Regions from separate parts of the Triticum aestivum genome. Here region 2 is linked to region 1. Evidence: chromatin contacts called from public Hi-C data. All regions are on one chromosome and are shown on one strand. The core of a region is the stretch at or near the end of the contact, and the rest is flanking DNA. Distances in the headings are between cores, read along the strand shown.

Evidence for each region. A called contact is a pair of places that touch in the nucleus more often than the background predicts.
Region 2: a contact with region 1 is called in a Hi-C map of leaf, with 2.6 times the contacts expected there. The contact joins the promoter of LOC123113619 here to the promoter of LOC123113617 in region 1. A contact is called at or near these places in 2 of 5 Hi-C or Micro-C datasets (both in leaf) and 1 of 1 datasets of contacts at active chromatin or transcription factors (leaf).

What each region holds. Positions count from the first base shown.
Region 1 is chr5B:609,843,721-609,850,111 of IWGSC CS RefSeq v2.1, forward strand. LOC123113617 (BTB/POZ and MATH domain-containing protein 5) reads left to right here and starts at 1,826. Exons shown (of 4, transcript XM_044534917.1): 1 at 1,826-2,480; 2 at 3,361-3,736; 3 at 3,830-4,103; 4 at 4,616-4,988. The coding sequence starts at 2,002. The coding sequence ends at 4,641. It overlaps LOC123113616 (probable zinc metalloprotease EGY1, chloroplastic), which reads left to right. Exons shown (of 9, transcript XM_044534915.1): 8 at 337-405; 9 at 883-1,373. The coding sequence ends at 1,041. It overlaps LOC123113618 (replication factor C subunit 5), which reads right to left. Exons shown (of 11, transcript XM_044534918.1): 11 at 6,054-6,335. The coding sequence ends at 6,277.
Region 2 is chr5B:610,119,506-610,126,219 of IWGSC CS RefSeq v2.1, forward strand. It overlaps LOC123113619 (glucan endo-1,3-beta-glucosidase 8), which reads left to right and starts at 4,641. Exons shown (of 2, transcript XM_044534919.1): 1 at 4,641-5,697; 2 at 5,815-6,714. The coding sequence starts at 5,357. TRNAG-GCC (transfer RNA glycine (anticodon GCC)) reads left to right here and starts at 3,203; the gene lies at 3,203-3,273.

The DNA of each region.
Region 1 (6,391 bases), core at 576-3,075:
CCATCAAAAGGGCTTCATTTGCACAGTAACAAGTGATACATTCAACATCTCAATACAACTTTTACGCTTTTGTTCGTGAGTTATTGAGATTTCCATAGCTTGTTTTATCAGTATTTCAATCTGCACTAACTTTACAGTAAATAACCTCCATCTCAAAATGTAAGATGTTTTTGTAGTTTAGCCTACAAAAACGTCTTATATTTTGAGATGGAGGTAGTACCTAGAACTTCTGGACGTTTTGGTGCTTAACCTTGTAGCTGTGAAATAACATGATTGATTAGCAGTAAAATCCTGAGGTTCTTTACCAAGTCTGAAGTTCTGCGGTGTGCTCAACAGGGTGCGTTCGGCAAGGATGCTTTATTTGGATTTGGCTTGACGACTTATTCGTTGCTTGGACTTGGAGTGGTACGTCAGTCCATCTTGCTCTTGGACTTTTTTCTTTCTCCGACCAACATCTTGCACCTAGCCTTCCCAGCTTTGGCTTCAGAGTCTCTAATCTATTGATGTACAGCTTGTTTTCTTATACCTCTGAAAAGAAGAACAGAAAAATGCATTTCCGTTCATAGTAAACAACGTGCAATGTTCTATGTGTACTTGTATATCAGAGCACTAACAATCTTAATCATTTTTATACAATCAATACTGAAGAAAAATGCTGGACTCTACCTCATAGGAATATCAGTTTTTCTAGTTCGGAAACTAACGTTCTTCATAAAAAAAAATTCCTTATAGCTTGGGGGTCCGCTGTCTCTTCCTTGGGGCCTATACGTGCTCCTATGCCAGGTAAAAACAGGAAAACGGATGGACGACACACTAGGCATGAGAGGATCCATGTATTTTGTGCACTAACCTATGTCTGTCTACCTTGTGATGTATCCCCAGAGAACACCTGAGAAGCCATGCTTGGACGACGTGAGCGACGTCGGCACCTGGAGGAGGGGCGCCCTGATAGCGTCGGTGTTCCTCGTCGTGCTGATCCTCATCCCCCTGTGGGATGAGCTCGCGGAGGACCTAGGTGTAGGACTTGTCAGCTCGTTCTGAGACACAAAAAGTGTTTTACCGGTAGAAAGCTAGGCCATGATGCAGGTCAATTTTGCGCCCGAATTTAGCAAAGCGATAGCGAAATTGTTGTAAGTTCATTCACCGTCGGGAGGTGAAAAATACGAGTTTTTACTCCTGGGGCGTGTGTATGCAGAGATTTGCACAGTGACGGGGTCAGTCAGCAGCCATTGAATTTCCCCGTACGGCCGGGGCAGAGGCGCTGCCCCGTCCAGGCTGTAGCCATTGTTTGAAATCATTGCCCGGTACTCCGGTCGTACAGTACAGTAATGTGCTGTGAGTTGGCACAGGGAGCGTTGTTTGTTGTTGCGCAATGATTGCTTCTCGTATCGCGTTGCAGCGGCAAATCATGCGACTTTATTTATGATGTACGGTTGGATCTTGGATGAGAAGCGCTGCCTAGAGTGCCTGTTGATATGCTTTTGACTTCCCTTCTGTTTGGTTTTTATCTCTCACATTGACGAGCATGTGTTTGTCTGTTTGGAGACGTCAACTGAATTCATCCGACCAAATCAATATACCGTGAAGAGTTCTACTACTTGAAACCGTTCGATTCGAGCTCAGATCTGGGCGAGGAAAGCGCAATGTTTCGACAAAAGAAGGAAATTTATCGAGACATTTACATTTGAGTTTTTAAAAAATGGTGGTATCAACTGATGCTTCTCCAATCCAACAAAAAATCAGGTGACACAGCATGAGTGCGTCACTCACAGGCCGAAACAGTTGGTTAATTTGTTACCTTCCCGGCGGCTGGCTCCCTCCCTCCGTTCCACCCTCTCTCTCGCTCGCTCCACCCACCACCACCACCGCACCCTCCTCCCTCCTCCCTCCTCCCTCGTTTCCCCCGCGTCCGCGTGCTGTAGCAGCTTAGCGCCAACCCACGAAATCAATCCCCAATCCCTGCCTCCTCCGCCCGCCAACCCTAGCCCCGCGCCCTCCCGCATGGACGACGACGACGCCGGGGGCGGCGGCGACGCGTCCCCGCAGCACGAGGGCGGGGGCGGGGCGGTGGTGATCGAGCGCGGGGCGGGGGCGACGGCGCCCGCGCGGGACGCCGCGGCGGCCTCGCCGACGAGCTCGCGCTCCGTGACGGAGACGGTCAACGGCTCGCACCGGTTCGTCATCCAGGGCTACTCCCTCGCCAAGGGCATGGGCGTGGGCAAGCACATCGCCAGCGAGACCTTCGCCGTGGGGGGGTACCAGTGGGCGATCTACTTCTACCCGGACGGGAAGAACCCCGAGGACAACTCCGCCTACGTCTCCGTCTTCATCGCGCTCGCCTCCGAGGGCACCGACGTCCGCGCCCTCTTCGAGCTCACCCTCCAGGACCAGAGCGGCCGGGGCAAGCACAAGGTGCACTCCCACTTCGACCGCGCCCTCGACGCCGGGCCCTACACCCTCAAGTACCGCGGATCCATGTGGTATGCTCATCCAGACTCCCACCGCAATCTCTTCTCTCGGGGATCACCTCTCATACGAGCTCTTCTGCTTCCATTGCCTTGCGATTTGGGTATCATTTTGAAGCAGCTGCTAGTTGTGGTCAGTAGCTACGCCTAACATATTAGTAGGTTTATTGGCATGGTTCTGGCCTTATTGTGTAGGTAACCAGGTGGTGAATCTGACACTGCGCCAATAACTAATCGACGAATTGGCTATGGTTAGAAGTTATTTTCGTTCTGCTGTGGGCCTGTTTCTTGTTGGGAGTGCAACGATTAGGATTTGGTGTACGAATTAGTGTTAACTACTTGTCCAACCCATTGGACTGCAACCCCAAATCAACCATGTTTAATTATCTAGTACCACCCTAAATTCCTTGTCAAACACATTATCTGGGAGGGCTGTTTTGTTTGGGTATCGTCTTGTCATGATATTCTCATTCTCAACACATCCTTCAGCGGAGGTATTTAACTGATTAATATATTTGCTTTACATACTTCATTAGTCTCTGTTTGAACATTTCATACAATTATTTTAATTGATCACCATACTTGTAGATCTGCAGTGTCATTTTAGGTGTTAGATCCAATGAATGAGATAAATCAGAAAATTTCTATTAACTTTAGGTTAAGCTGGGAGCGGCTAGAGAACTTGAAAGTATATATATAGATATGGCCTACTTTGGTACAAAAGAGTGTGAGATCCGCAACTTTTTGCACACTTGTTAAATTGATTATAATAGTTTGTGTGAACTCGGCTTGTCATGTTATTGATTTAATTTTTTTAAATGTGAAGGGTTGTAAGCAGTAAAAATGTAAATGTTTTTTTCTGATATTAGTTTTTCATCTTGATTTCTGTTTTCAGGGGTTATAAAAGGTTTTTTCGACGCACTGCCCTTGAGACATCGGATTTTCTTAAAGACGATTGCTTGAAGATAAATTGCACTGTGGGTGTTGTAACATCAACCATGGAGTACTCTAGACCGCATTCTCTAGAGGTTCCGGATTCTGACATAGGCTACCATTTTGGGACGCTTTTGGAATCTCAAGAGGGTGCAGATGTTATTTTTAGTGTAGCAGGAGAGAGGTTTCATGCTCATAAGTTAGTGTTGGCTGCGCGATCTTCTTTTTTTAGATCTGAATTTCTTGATCCTGAATCAGATGAAGAAAACAGTGAAGTCGACACCAGTAACGAAATCAAAGAGATTGTCATCGACGACATGGAGCCAAAAGTCTTTCAGGTATGTTTCTTCTATGCTGATCTTATTCTTTGGATTTCACAGTTTAACAAACTTGATTGATATCTTATCATATGTAAATACTCTATGTTGTAGGCTGTGCTTCACTTCATGTACAGGGACAATCTTGTCGGTGATGACGAATTGTCTGCATCAAGCTCAGATTGTCCCATCTTTGATACTTTAGCTGGGAAATTGTTGGCTGTAGCAGACAAATATGAGTTGCCAAGGCTAAGAGTGTTATGTGAATCTTACTTGTGCAAACAGATTTCTGTAAAATCTGTGGCAACTACTCTAGCGCTGGCTGATCGGCATCATGCTACAGAGCTCAAGTCCGTCTGCCTAAAATTTGCTGCTGAGAACCTTTCAGGTAACAAGACTTAACAAGGGCTGCAATTTGATGTGCTCGTCCTATGTAGTTATCGGATAATTGGGTTTATATTCATGTCTGCTTGAGAATTATGTCCAAAAGGTGGTGTATGAAACAGCATGCTGCCATTTGTTTCCACAAGTATCAACCCCTATGCATACACATCGAAAGGAACAGTGGCCCATATGATGCCTTTGTTTGCTTCAATTGTTAGAAAGAAGACGTACCACTTGGTAATACAGAAATATATTCTTCGTGCTGAGGGCAGTGTTAGTCTGATAACTATGCAAGTTTTGATCTCCCGTTATGCCAGCCCGACTGTACAGTAGTTGGCTCAAACCATTTCAATTTTCATTTGTTTCATGCTCTTGATTTGTCGATGCTATCAACTGATACGTCCTATAATTTCAGTATTCTGATGTTTTTATGGTACTTACTACCTTTGTATCTGCTTCTACTGTTTGTTTCATGGTGGTGCCCAAACAAGCGTCCTGAACTGTATAACATTCCAGATGCCCTTATGTATCTGCAGCTGTAATCCGGACCGACGGATTCGATTACCTCAAAGACAACTGCCCGGCGCTGCAGTCGGAGATCCTCCGGACGGTAGCCGGGTGCGAGGAGGAATGCAGCAGCGGCGGCAAGAGCCAGAGCGTGTGGGGCCAGATCTCGGACGGCGGCGACACCAGCGGGCGCAGGGTGAGGCCCAGGGTCTAACGCCGCCACCGCCAGCAAGCACTGACCTGTATGTGTTAGCGACCTGCCGCTGCTGTATAAATTCGTAACAGCCATTTGATGTTGTGACAGATCTTCTTGTAATAATAATAGCATCCGCTCTGTTGTAGTACCTTCTTTGTTCATAACCGTTTTGTGTTGGATAATTTACCTTCCTTTTTTAAAAGAGAACTTTGCTTCGCTTAACAGTTAATAAGCTTGCCTTTATCAAGCGGAGCCACTACGTCAGTTGATGAGGTGAACAACTGAGACTGGCCACGTTAGCTCAGTCTCAAAGAATACATTTGGATTGTATGATGTTCATAGTATTCTTCTAAAGATTCTACAGTATTTCTTAGGAATTTTTCTAATAAACACCCTCTGTGTCAGATGGATGGTGTTGCCAAAATTCCTTTGGACGGATGGAGTACTTTTCTGTGTTAGAATTCCATAGTGATTTCAGAATAAGTAGAACTAGTTAAGTGTGAGAAAGCAAAAGATAACAGTGTAAGAATCAAATTTTCAAACGTAAAGGCTTGTCATTATCCTCCCTTACTTTTTTATACAGATCTGACACATTTGTGCACGCCAACATGAACTAAAACTCATACTAGCACAACTCTTTTGTGAATATTTTGAATTGTACATGTGTACAGACAGGCCATCGTATTTGCATTTACAAATGCATTAAGTATTAAATGGAATACATTGATATTGATATTGTTCAAAAGCGCTTGGCTGTTTAAGTATTTAATCATTGTTACGATTTACTCCCTCCTTTCTAATTAGGTGTAGCATTAATTGAGACTTGGTTAAGTCCCAGTAAACCGAAATTTAACAATCCCGTTTCTAATTTATGCTCCCTCCGTTCCTAAATATTTATCTTTCTAGAGTTTTCAACAAGTGACTATATACGGAGCAAAATGAGTGAATCTTCACTCTAAGATATGTCTATATACATCCGTATGTGATAGTCCATTTGAATACTCTAAAAAGACAAATATTTAGGAACGGAGGGAGTAGATCCTGCATGTATCTCTGGCACATATCAGAACACTTGTACCATTAGGAAATTCAAATTTCAAATTGTATAATATTTAGGATATGCTCCTATAACTTAAAATATGTAGGTGTAAACCTTATATAACCAGAAAGGAGGTAGCGATATCGTTTAGCACCCTGTTGGCATTTATAGGATGAGATGCTGAAATTCGATTGACGTCCAAGCACAAGGCAGAACAAAATCAAGACAATCATAGATGGGCGACTCCACCTTTCAATAGCAAATGATTCAAAGCAAATAAGTACTTGCTCACATGAATTCAGTACAAACTACACTGACTGAGTAACATACAAGATGTCAGCGCCCACACATCAGACCAAAGCGATTGCGACGACAGAGACTGCGAACTGGGAGCATCTTCTTGCAGCGGCAAACATCCGTATGCTCTGGTTTTGCTCAACCAAATGCGGCGCAAAGGAACTCCTTGTAAATGCTCATGAACTTGGCCACGAAAGCTGCAGAAACAGTAGCAAAAAATGGGCGCAGACGAGTCAGGGATCAGCTTTTGAGT
Region 2 (6,714 bases), core at 3,391-5,890, 280 kb after region 1:
TTGGTGGGAGGCTGACTTGTACGATGTCCATCCAACGGCCGTAGTGCTTCTTCAACCTCTGGTCTTCTTGCTCCAACCGCCCAAAGCAGCACGGTCGTGTCGCATGCTCCTGCATCCCGTGGCCGGCTGTGCTGCCGCAGAGGCCTCACCGCCTCCTACTATTCCCACCGCTGGCCAGGCCCTGCAGTGACGGCAGCCTCACATGGTAGCCGAACCAGTGAACCCTCATACTCCTCTCCGCGCGGGCTTCCACTGCCGCGTCTTCCCCGGCTCCGCACCGTCCCCTTCCTAGGCCTCACCGTCGTCCACCGCCCTAGTGCTCTCCGCGCGGCATTGTCAACATGGTCAAGGAACGGCTTCCATCAGAAGAGTACTATACATGGAGAGGCTGACAGCTGGGTCCACGGCGGCCACAAGGAAGTGTCTCCTTATTACGCGCAAAATAATTATTCTTCCACCTGACAGCGGGGACCCACCGGACGGGCCACCATATTTCGCGAAAAAAACGTCCCCCTTGACTGCTGGGACCCACCAGCTACATCTTCGCACGCAAGGAAGTGCGTCCGGGCAAAAAAACGATTCGCCCCCCCTGACTGTTGGGACCCACCAGCTACATCTTCGCACGCAAGAAATTGCCTGACAGTCGAGACCCACCTGATCGAAGCATACGTACCGTTTTCATTCTGGTCGTGAACGTGTACGTATATACTAGTCGATGTAGAGGCGTGCACGTGTCGTAGTAGAGGCGCGCATGTGTCATAGTAGAGGCGCGCACGTAGCATGTACACGTACGTACAGCGGCCAGGGTGCAAAAAAGTAAATACGGCCATGTACGTACATACAGGCGGAGTCTCGAACGCCTACTCACGCATACGTACGGCCAGGGCTCGTGTACATGGCTGGGTCGGAACGAAGAAACTGCGTCGTCGTCGTGTTCATGAGGAGCCAACCAGCTGGGTCGGAACGGAATGCGTCGTCGTGTTCATCGGGAGGGCTTGGATGGAACAGCCGATGGGAACAAGGCCTGGCGTGCCGCAGAACGGAGGAAACGACATTGTGTTCGACCGGCCACGTTCGAAACAGGATCCTTTTCATCGGGAGGGGTCTGGCGTACCGCAAAACGGAGGAAACGGACTTGTGTTGGACCTCCTACAGTCGAAACGGGGTTCTGTTGATCGGGAGGGGTGTCGTGTACTGCAAAATGGAGGAAACGGACTTGTGTTGGAGCGCTATGATCGAAACGGGGGTCCTGTTCATCGGGAGGGGTGTGGCGTACCGCAAAACGGAACTCCACGGGATGCTGTTCATCTTCACCGTCGACCTCCTCCAGCCTCCATGGGCTACTGTTCATCCACCGTCGACCTCCTCCAGCCTCCACCTACGACTGTTCATCCACGGGCTCCTGTTCATCCAGCCTTCACCGCGCGCTACTCCACCGGCTACTGTTCAACCAGCCCTCTCTAGTGGCTCCTATTCAACCACCCCTCCACAGGCTACTGTTCATCCACCCCTCCACTGTCTAATGTTCATCCAGCCCTCCACGGGGGTCGTCATGTTCATCCAGCTCTCCACGGGGTCGTGTTCATCCACCCCCAACCGGCTCGATCGGGGTCCTGTTCATCCAAAGGCAATACCACGGGGTCCTGTTCATCCATCCCCACCGGGAACTGTTCATCCACCCCCCCCAACAACACTCACTGTTCATCAAGGGAAGGAGGTAGTAAGGTTCGATCAACTTCAGTTAGCAGCCGTAGCGAAGGAATCACTCGGGTTCAGTAACGTAGCTAGTGCAATCGCTCGGGTTCAACTAGAGCCCAACGCCTCGCTCGGGTTCAGTTAGAGCCCAACGTCTCGCACACACACGCGTACGTGCACGAGAGAAATGCGCATCGCTCGGCCCCCGACAACCCACCATAACCGGGAACTCCCCAATATTTTCCTCTCCCTCGCTTCTACCACAATTTTTTCAATCATGGACGGCCCAAAGAATGTCATGCAGCTGCGTCTCCGGCCCGCCCAGGACGAAAAGCCTATTCTTTGTCATGATTTTTTGTCATATAAGTAGGAGCCCATCATATCTATGATGATACCGGGTTTTGTCACAGTTATAGTCATAGAAGTGTCATAAGTATGACAGAATTTTTTTTTGTTCGGTCCAAAATGTCACGGATGTGTCTTTTTTTTGTAGTGTCAATGTCAATTTCGAAGATACCACTTGTTGGACTCACACTCCTAATGTAGAGTACTACAAAAAGTGCTTAAAAACTTTTGTGTATAGGAAATTCAAGATAGCGCTTTGGGAAGACAAGTTATTATTTCAGATCAAGAAATTGCTATCCTAAAACGGGTTTGAAAAAACAAAAGCATGCCATCTAGGTTCAAAACTTTTGTGTGGAGGGTTATTAGGAGAGCTGTTACAACTGGACCAAGGGCTTCTAGGTATCCTTATCATATATAAAAAAAAGGTTGTAGATATGGTCAAATAGAATCATATTTGCACCTTTTCTTTCAGTGCAATATCTCTAGATCAATTTGGTTTAAAATTGGCCACAAAACTGATATGATGAACTTCAATCTATATCCCGCCGATATCATTCAAATGATCCTATCTTTTCAATAATCGAAGTTTAAGCTAGATTATGTTTTCACTATATGGAACATATGGAAAGCAAGAAATGACCTCCTTTTCAATAAAATAGAATGAAGTCCTATGCAGGTTATGCATGCTATGAAGGCAAATGTTTAATGCATGTTTAATGGAAGAGAAGGAGGAAAATGAGACATCCAATGAAAATAACAATGCTAATCACTCCCAAGTGCAAATATGCATACTCAACTAGTCACCAAGTACACCATATTCATTCAAGCGGCGGACAACAAATGTGCGATCGGTTTTGCAGGCTGAAGCGATGGCTTTAATTCTCGCTGCCTCGGCTGCCTCGGCAACGAAGGCATCTGCCTCCTTCTATTTTGATTGCAATACTTTGGTTGACGTTGCAAAAGCGAGGAATCTTCTTGCTGCCTTTTGTAGTCATATCTTTTTCCTTGGGGGGAAATATTGTGTGCACACTATATAGACTGTTAACAGATTTCAAGTTAGCCCTAACACATGGAACACTAAATCTAGTCTTTGGGCGTAGATGCTCTTGAGTATTTCTGGCGACATAAATAATTACCAGAAATGGAGAACCCATTCAACAAGGCACCAGTGGTCTAGTGGTAGAATAGTACCCTGCCACGGTACAGACCCGGGTTCGATTCCCGGCTGGTGCAAATTGTTTTTGTGTAATACACATAATTTACCCTTCTCTGAGTCTACTGCAGTGCGTGCACTTGGACAGGGGGAGGCTGGAACCTGAAATTATTCTTTTTTGCTTTTTGCCACCGTCTTGTCTCTGTACAGAAAAGGATCCTATGCGCATCACTTTTTGCCTGATTTGATTCAGGAGAAATTCCCGCTTCATCTCACACTACGACCGTCACAGCATGAGGCCAAGACTACACGAGCATCTCCCCGTTTCGGGTCTCCGAAAGGTCCTCCATCGCGTAGCAAAGAGCAGAAGTGGTCACGGCTGACCAGCTTGGCTAATGGCTACCACTAACTGTCAACAGAAACGGAACAGTTTGCTTGTGTTTGAAGCTGCCAAGCTGGTGTACCTCACTGGGCATCAACTACTCGTCGGTTCGATACCCACCCAGCTAGAAGTACTCCTACTGCTGTTGGTGTACCGTCAGTTAGTTGTTAATTAACCAGCTGGACACGGCAGGACCGCCAGCCAGCCAGCCTTTGCGTGGCTTCCCCGAGCAAATCTCGACCGGAGAGATCGGGCGCCTGGTGCCACGTGCGGGCCTGCGCTAGCTGCATCGCCGCACAGTAGTGGCGCCTGGTCCGGGTTGGTTGGTGAGATATGGCTGTCGACGGGACCGGACGGCCTATCGTCGTCGGCGGGGGAGCGTGACACAGCGTAGCAAGACGACGCGGCGGCGCGTGCCGACATGTGCAACACGCTCTCTCTTGCTCAGACGCGGCTGTTTCTGTCCGCGAGTGCGAGTGCGAGTGCGGGCGCGTGGTCCAGACATTTGAATCGCCAGGCATGCAGGGGCGTTTTGGGGAGCCGCGCCCGGCGCAGGCAACGGACGAATAAACCCAGCCCGGCAGGACGCCGGCCATCTGGGCCGTTCCACGCGACCCCTGTCCCTCCTCGGTTCATACTTGCCTGGAGAAACCAAAACGAAAACGAAAACCAGTGCTACTGCTCCAGAAAAAGCTTAGAAAACTAGCAGTAGATGAGATTTCGTGGAGAGGGAAAAACTTTGGTTCGTCCTGCAGTGCAGTACCAGCAAGACGAGTAGCGTGTGCGCGAAAAAGGGAAAAAAAATCCCGCTTCTTCTTCGCACGCAAAGCCTTTTCTTTTCCAAGAAAAAAAACTTTCTTTCTCCAGCGTCGCTAAAACGGACAGAAGCCGAAGCGCGCCCGCACCGACGTGGGCCCCACCGCTGGTCAACCCGGGCGCGTGCCGCGCGCCACGTCGCCCCCCACCGATCCAGCCGCCGCGCAATGACCCATACGCCCCTCTCCACCACCACCACTCCCCCCACCCCACTGCTCTTCTCTGCTTCCGCTTCGCCATACGCTCGCCGTCCGTCCGTCCATCCACCACTGACCAGTCCACACCCCACCCCACGATCACTCATCCGTTCCGTTCCTCCTCTGCTCACCATCAACCCCTCATAAATTCTTCCTTTCTCGGTTCCTTGTCCCAGACCCAAACACACCAACGAAGCAACGCGTAGCCGGCCGATCTCCGAGTTAAATGCTGCCCCCTTTCTGACCCCTCCTTCCCTCTCAACCTCGGTCCCCGGCCGGCGTCGCCATTGCCTCCACTCTCTCTTTCTTCGCCGGATTCAACTCGACTCAAAAGCCTCGACGCTTTCCATACCCCCCTCTGTTTCGTTTCTTGCCTTTTTCGCTCCGGGAAGGAATTTCCAGCATTCACATGTGAGTCTCGCCCCTGCCCCTATCCCTTTCTCCCCCGTCTGTTGGTGTCACCAGGATCAGGATCAGATAGGAAAGCCCAGTCTCAGAAGAAACCGCGTCTGGTTTCCGTGCGCAATCCGCCATTGCCGTTTCTTGCAGCTCTCGCAGTCCGTCCCCCGATTTATACTCCCGCACTTCCTTCGCCGCCCGGGCCGACATTGTTCCCTGTTCGACTGAATCTCGATTCGATTCGATTCCCGCCTCCGTTCGGATCGGCAAATCTTGAGGCTTCCCCTGTTCCTGGATTCCCAAACCGTCGCATCGAGAGATCTTCTCCCTTCTTTCGTCCGTTCGCCGGAGAGCAGAGAGGCCTGTTCAATGGCGGCGGTGAATCTTGGAGCGTGGCTCTGCGCGCTGCTGGCGGCGGTGGCGGGCGTCCTCCCGGCGGCGGACGCGCTGGGGATGAACTGGGGCACGCAGGCCACGCACCCGCTCTCGCCCAGGATCGTCGTGCAGATGCTCAAGGACAACGGCATCAAGAAGGTCAAGCTCTTCGACGCCGACCAGGGCACCCTCAACGCGCTCGCCGGCTCCGACATCGAGGTCATGGTCGCCATCCCCAACAACCTGCTCGACCTCATGAACGACAAGGACAACGCCAGGGACTGGGTGCGCCACAACGTCTCCCGCTACCACTTCGACGGCGGCGTCAACATCAAGTGAGCCTTTTGAGCCCCTCTTCCTCTTGCATGCTCCAGTTCATGGAAGTCATGCGCCGCCGCCGCTCTAGTTCATGGACTACTTACTGATGATGTGATGTTCTGTTCTGTTCGCAGGTACGTGGCCGTCGGCAATGAGCCCTTTTTGGCCTCCTACAACGGCACCTTCGACAAGGTCACCTTCCCGGCGCTGCAGAACATCCAGAACGCGCTCAACGACGCCGGATTCAGCGAGATCAAGGCCACCGTGCCGCTCAACGCCGACGTCTACAACTCGCCCGCCAACAACCAGGTGCCGTCGGCGGGCCGCTTCCGGACGGACGTCGCCCCGCTCATGACGCAGATGGTGCAGTTCCTGGCCAACAACAGCGCCCCCTTCACCGTCAACATCTACCCCTACCTCAGCCTCTACCTCAGCGAGGACTTCCCCGTCGACTTCGCCTTCTTCGACGGCCTCGCCAAGCCGCTGGTCGACGGCGTCAACACTTACACCAACGTGTTCGACGCCAACTTCGACACGCTGGTGTCGGCGCTCGCCGCCGTCGGCCACGGCGACTTGCCCATCGTCATCGGCGAGGTCGGCTGGCCGACCGACGGCGACAAGCACGCCACCAACGCCCTCGCCAAGCGCTTCTACGACGGCCTGCTGCCGCGGCTGGCGGCCAACACCGGCACGCCGCTCCGGCCCAAACAGTACATGGAGGTCTACCTCTTCGGGCTCCTGGACGAGGACGTCAAGAGCGTGGCGCCGGGCGCGTTCGAGCGGCACTGGGGCGTGCTCCGCTTCGACGGCCAGCCCAAGTTCCCCATGGACCTCACCGGGAACGGGCAGAACACCATGCTGGTGCCGGCCAAGGGCGTGCAGTACCTGCCCAAGACGTGGTGCGTGTACAACCCCAACGCCGAGGACAAGAGCAAGCTGGTGGAGAACGTGAACTACGCCTGCACCTTCGCCGACTGCACGGCGCTCGGCATGGGCTCCAGCTGCTACGGCATGGACGTGAACGGCAACGCCTC